Regions from separate parts of the Mus musculus genome. Here region 1 is linked to region 2. The links are chromatin contacts, called in public Hi-C maps. All regions are on one chromosome and are shown on one strand. The core of a region is the stretch at or near the end of the contact, and the rest is flanking DNA. Distances in the headings are between cores, read along the strand shown. Region 1 has its middle 5.7 kb from the start of Gm4035. Region 2 holds the start of Ly86 (lymphocyte antigen 86).

Evidence for each region. A called contact is a pair of places that touch in the nucleus more often than the background predicts.
Region 1: a contact with region 2 is called in a Hi-C map of bone marrow-derived macrophages, with 2.3 times the contacts expected there. The contact joins the enhancer-like site here to the promoter of Ly86 in region 2. A contact is called at or near these places in 3 of 39 promoter capture datasets (the 3T3-L1 cell line, the C10 cell line and pre-B cells), 10 of 484 Hi-C or Micro-C datasets (the HPC-5 cell line, the HPC-7 cell line, LSK cells and 6 more), 1 of 115 datasets of contacts at active chromatin or transcription factors (bone marrow-derived macrophages) and 1 of 9 other capture datasets (macrophages).

Annotation. Positions count from the first base shown.
Region 1 is chr13:37,439,485-37,442,241 of GRCm38.p6, reverse strand. No RefSeq gene overlaps it. Among named protein-coding and RNA genes, the nearest start is that of Gm4035, 5.7 kb to the right of the region's middle. Within about 2 kb of position 1,376, at least 104 of the 459 cell types and tissues checked have an H3K27ac peak or open chromatin away from gene starts, as enhancers often do. A contact at or near this core is called in the HPC-7 cell line, LSK cells, bone marrow-derived macrophages and 2 more, where this site is marked.
Region 2 is chr13:37,344,088-37,346,787 of GRCm38.p6, reverse strand. It overlaps Ly86 (lymphocyte antigen 86), which reads right to left and starts at 1,443. Exons shown (of 5, transcript NM_010745.2): 1 at 1,214-1,443. The coding sequence starts at 1,349.

The sequences.
Region 1 (2,757 bases), core at 127-2,626, 96 kb before region 2:
GATAAGGAGGCCACTGGACTCCTGACAGCCAAGAAGGGGAAGAGGAAGGGAGAGGGAGGGGAGGAGGAGAGAAGATGGGAGCTGAGGAGGAGGTAGAGAAGGAGGGGGAAGGGGAAGAGGTAGAGAAGGAGGGGGAAGGGGAGGAGGAGGGAGAGGAAGGAGAGAAGGAGGAGGAGGAGGGAGAGGAGGAGGAGGAGGAGGAGGAGGGAGAGGAGGAGGAGGGTATGACCAGCGGCAGAGAGGACTCAGCTAGTGGTCCCAGTACCCCACCTATCGAGAGCACATTCTCTAAACCTAACTTTTACTCTACCTACCTTTCAAAAGCTTTAAAATCTTTACAACCTTGCAAAAAGGACTCAAGTTACAAACAAAAACCCTTAACACACCAGACTCCGGGGAGACTTTTAAGATCCAAACTCTAGTGTCTATCTCTTATTGTCTAAGATTTGAGTCTTATCTCAGTCACAGGTTGGGCGTGCAGTCGACTGAGCTGTCTTTACCACCGGAGTCCTGCAGCCTTTGTTACCCCAGGAGAAAAGCCTGAGAGGCCCCATGTGTTCATGCTGGAACAAGGAACCAAAAGGGTCTGGGGACAGCAGCCAAGGGATGAAAGCCCCTTTCCTCACCCCGCAGGCTGGTGATGCTACTGGTACATAGCGAGTGGTTGCTATAAATTCCCAGATGTCTCCAGACTTTCCTCAGTGGCTATGTGACAAGACATTCATGCCTCCGCTTCTGTCACTCCTGCTCCCTGTACCCCCTTCCTGAGTTGAGTCTCTGTCTGCTTTGGGGTAAATTCTAGCTCAGGCAGACCAGGCAGGCCTGAGTCCTGAATCTTTGGGCTCTCTAAATAGTAGAAAGATGTAATGGGATATTGTGGGGGGCACCAAAAAAAGATACAGATGCCCAAAGGGAAAGGATGCTGCTGCCACAGTGGAGAAATAAACCAACGTGGACTAAAAATAGCACCGGGTTGGGGGTGGGGGGAGGAGGAGAGAATGGCCCACTATATTTTTAAACTGTTTTAACAGTGCAGAGAAGTGGCAAAACACCAGTCTCTGAGGAATATGGTTTGCTAAAGGGTGGGGCTGGGAGTTTGCCCACAATTATGCCCTAATGGTATTTTGCACTCCCTCTACATTCCATCCGTCAGTACATGCAAAACGGCCTTTCTCCCACATTCTTCTACAACACACTTGTAAAGGAAGCGAGCGAGCCTGTAGCTCTCATTGCTGGGATGGGAAACCAAGGCAAAATGACTGGTTGATCTGCCAAAGCCATAAGAGAAAGTCTTGCTGAGTTTGGGGTTACGCTTTGGGCTTCCCACTCTCTGTGGCTGTGGCTTTGGCCTGGCCCCGCCTTTTTACTGGATGTGACTCCAGGGCAGACAGTTTGCTAGGTTCCTGGAAGGCCGAGGTTTGCATTTGCACGAGCCTTGTAGTGGACTGGGACATTTCACAAGACAGGAGGAGAAAGCTGCAGCTGGTGTGTCTAAGAAAGGGAGGGGAGAGGAAATCTGAGGGCAAGCTGCACTGGGGTGGGGTGGCTTGTGCCCCTGCCTTCTGTCTTCCCATGACTGGACTTGTCTCTGCCCACGAAGAGCCTGCATCTCCTGCAGTGACAGCATAGGACAGGGCTGAGTCTTGTCCAAATATTGTTCTTCAAAACACCACTGTTCTTGGTCAAATGCAAAAGATAGTGAGGAGAACAATGCTCAACCTGCCCCCAATGTTAAGCTGCGGTTTTCTCTGCATACTGGGGGGGGGGGGGAGAAAGAAGAACTCTCAAGACAATTAGTGCCCACCTGTGAAGTTCTGGGCACCTGACAAAGGCGAGCTCAGCTACAGGCTTCTGCCTCTCAGCAAGGTTCTATTTTACTTTCGGCCTCCAGGCCGATGCTTGGCACTGCACTTTGAGTGTGGGGAAGATGGCTGGACCACAATGCCCTTGGCATGTATCAGTGGCATTTACGTGCTTCGCTTACCCCTTCTGACAGTCCTGAGAGGCACGCTTTACACCCACCCATCCTTTACAGATGAGCCATGAGAGGAGTTTAGCAAGGTAAGGTAAGCTGAGTGTCTCTAGACAGCCCCACCCTAGCCTGTGCGGTTTCCACCTCTGTGGAGAGAAGCCTCGCTGGGCTTCTGAACCCTGGCTGTTTCGTTAGCTTCCTACACAGCTGCCGGTGAGCAAGAGCTATCCTGGAGAGTCCTGGGCATGGTAATCTCAAATCATGGGTTTGTCCCTGGGTTTCCCCACCTTTTTTTGTTACGGGAGACAGGTTTTGTTTGCTTCCTAGAGTTTGTCTTTGGGTAACTGTCAGTGTACTCGGCTGTAACAAAGCAGGCAAGAGAGAAGCAACTGTTGAATGTTTCATTGATGCATCAGTTTATTGATGGCAGGAGGAATTCCTTCACAGCTTGAGGACTCCACACTGCTGCCGGCCTGGGATTCTATGTTGCATAGCTGTAGATGCTGTTGGTCCTCTGGGAACGGTAAAGCTCCAAGAACTGGTGCCACGGGTTTGTTTGTAAGGAAATCCTGAAGACTGACGTGTAGCTCTCCATCTTTGAACTTATAATCCCGCTTGTGGCTTCAGAGTTCTGGGATCACTCCTGTGGATCACATTAACCCAAGACAACACCCACCTTAAAAATCTCCAGGAAGTTCTCACTGGCTGGTAGACAGAACAACAGTGTCTGGAAAGAGACACGAATCACATGATCTCAAAGTGATTCAACAGCGTTAGATTGTGAA
Region 2 (2,700 bases), core at 194-2,693:
AATCTTAGACATGGAATAGCCAGTCACATGAGGCTTAATGTCTCGGAAAATCAAATCCCAAGTAGTCCACGTGACCCAATCCGGCTGTCATCCTACTCCTGAAGTGAGCAAGTCCCCAGACGTCTAGGCTCCCATTTGTCCCAAGAACAGCAAGCATCATGAGGTCAGCACTTTCTCCACCCAGCGCGTCCTTTTCTTTTTCTTATTTTTAATTTTTAAAATGCACTTCAAGGTTCCTTTTAAAAGGAAATTTAAAAGAATCCATTGAATTACCCCAGAAACCAAAGTTGGGTGGCAGAATCCGGGCTCAGCTAGTTTGCTTTCATTTATTCTCAGCGAGCGGTGGGACCAACACAGAGGCTCAGAGTCTCCTTTGCATACTCTTCAGCTCATCTGTCCCGTTTCCCTACAGATTTCCAGGTTTCATAAATGTCTGCCTTTCCACAAGCCATTTGTTCTACTGCCCATTGGAAATCGATCCCAAGGCTCATTTTTCCTCGCTGTGTCATAGCGTCACAGAAGGAAAAAGTGAGGTGAGGTACCACATTCAGACTTTAGAACTAACCCACTCCTAAGTTCTGGTTCGTGGTGCCAACAGCGGGGCTCTCCCAGCCCAACGCGTCTCAGTATATGCCACCTCTCAAACAGTTGCACTGAGGTTAAGTTTCTAATACATGCTCCAGGACACAGGCCAACCACAGCACTCCCCTTCGCTGTCCTTGCCCCTGGGGAAACCCTGGCATTGGATGCTACTTCTGACGTGCTTGCTGCTTTAATGGGTGGCACAGTGCGGCATGACAAGAACTCTAGAGGGAGCGGCTGAAGGACAGAGTCTCTGACAAAAGTGACTTGATGCTCACCCAGTTTGCAAAATGGCTGAGGTGAAAAGCCAGCGTAGGCGCAGGATTTGGGAAGAAAAGCTTACTGATCACTTGTTCTTGGGGGAGAGGGCAGGGCTGAGCTCTTAGACTTCGTTCCATATCTAGACTGTTCATTTCTCTCTTTCTGTGGTCTTCGTTATTTTCAGAAGGCTCTTCCACTGTCCCTGGCCTTTCCCTCCTCACGGCTGCCAAGACAAAAGCTCACCGTAGCAGCAAAAAGCACGGAGAGGCTGATAACCTCATCCCTCGCCCATACTCACCCAGTGTTCGTATTGCCCACGTGTAGCTTTAATTTCCCCATAAGCACAAGCAGCCATTTCATAAGACCTTACCACAGCTCTGGTAGACTACTTCCAAGCCCCCACTGTTGCAGGCCGTGTGCTTGGGCCAACCATTTTCGCTGCCATGGTCACTGCTGCTCGGAGAAGTCAGAATCCACACAAGGAGGGCAGCTGCGACACCATTCATGGCGAGGGGGTTGTGTGTGCCCAATGGTAAGCCAGCCCAATAAAAAGACCTCCGAAGCTCGTCCTCCCCCTGAAGGAGTAGTATGTTCAGTTTCACTTCTCGAATACTAGTCTCTGGGAAATATACTGTGAGAAGACAAAGACAGACAGCGGGGAGGGGCATTTGAATACTGTTCCAGGGGGCTTTCACATACTTGAAATAGCAAGTGTGTGTGTGCGCGCGCGCGCGCATATCTCTGAACATGCGCATGCGCATATGGGCAGGTATGGGCTAGGTTGAAAGGTGACTTCTCGCTTTCACAGGAAGAGGTCCTGCAGGACTCTTCAGAACAGCCCCTTTTAGAATCTTTGTCCCCCACTGGAGCTGTAAACTCAGGAAAAATGAGCTTCAGGCCACCATGTGTTTTCTATCAGCGTACACCCCACTGATGTGAGTCTCAGAGCTGGCTAACGCCAGCAGGCACATGTGACATTTTGAGGGTGGTATACTAGAACTTAGGATCTGGAACCGGGTTTTTGGATTTGTTCTTGTCTGGCTTTGGCCCTGGGGTTGGGCCAGCGGAACAGGAGCTTGTCCTAGGAGCCCACACAGAGCTGGGTGGTGCATTCCCTCTGAGAAGTAAGCCATCTTCCATTTCTGGGCCAACAGCACCAGGAGGAAGGATTACCCTTTTAACATTTTTATTTTATTTATTTTTTTAGTGTATATCTGTGTTGTCTTTCTGTGTGTTTGCGTGTGTATGATCATGTGGAAGTCAGAAGGTAACTTTTGGGAGTCAATTCTCTCCTTTCTCTGTGGGTTCTGCGAGTGGCACTCAAGTCACCAGGTTTGTGAGGTAAGTGCTTTTACCCATGGAGACAGTTCATGGGCCCATGGCCTCCCTGAAAGGCTAGTTCAACTAGGAGAGGTGACTGACACCGCTTCTCACACAAAGATGCTGCCCTCCATGGACTCTTGCCGCTCTGCCTCAGCTTTCTTAATCCTAACCCCACTCTATGCAGTTCATCAAACTCACGGCCAAGGCCAGTGATGCTGCAGAGCAACAGGCAACACTCTTTCCCATGGCAGGAAGAGATGAATTATATCCCATTGAGAATGTACAATGTATTTTTAGAAGACTTCTCAATAAAAATATTCTCTCCTTGCATGACAGATGGCATTTTTTTCTATAACATGTAATGCAGCCTCGTAGGAAAAAACGAGCAAGCCACTCCCTCAAGGAGTTATGGGAACTCATTTTGTCAACCAAGAGCCAGGACTTGGGTCTGACGAGTGGTTTTTGGCTCACCTGTTTCAGAAATCAATCCATAATGGTGTCATCTTGAGTTCTGTTATGGTTTGGATATTAACT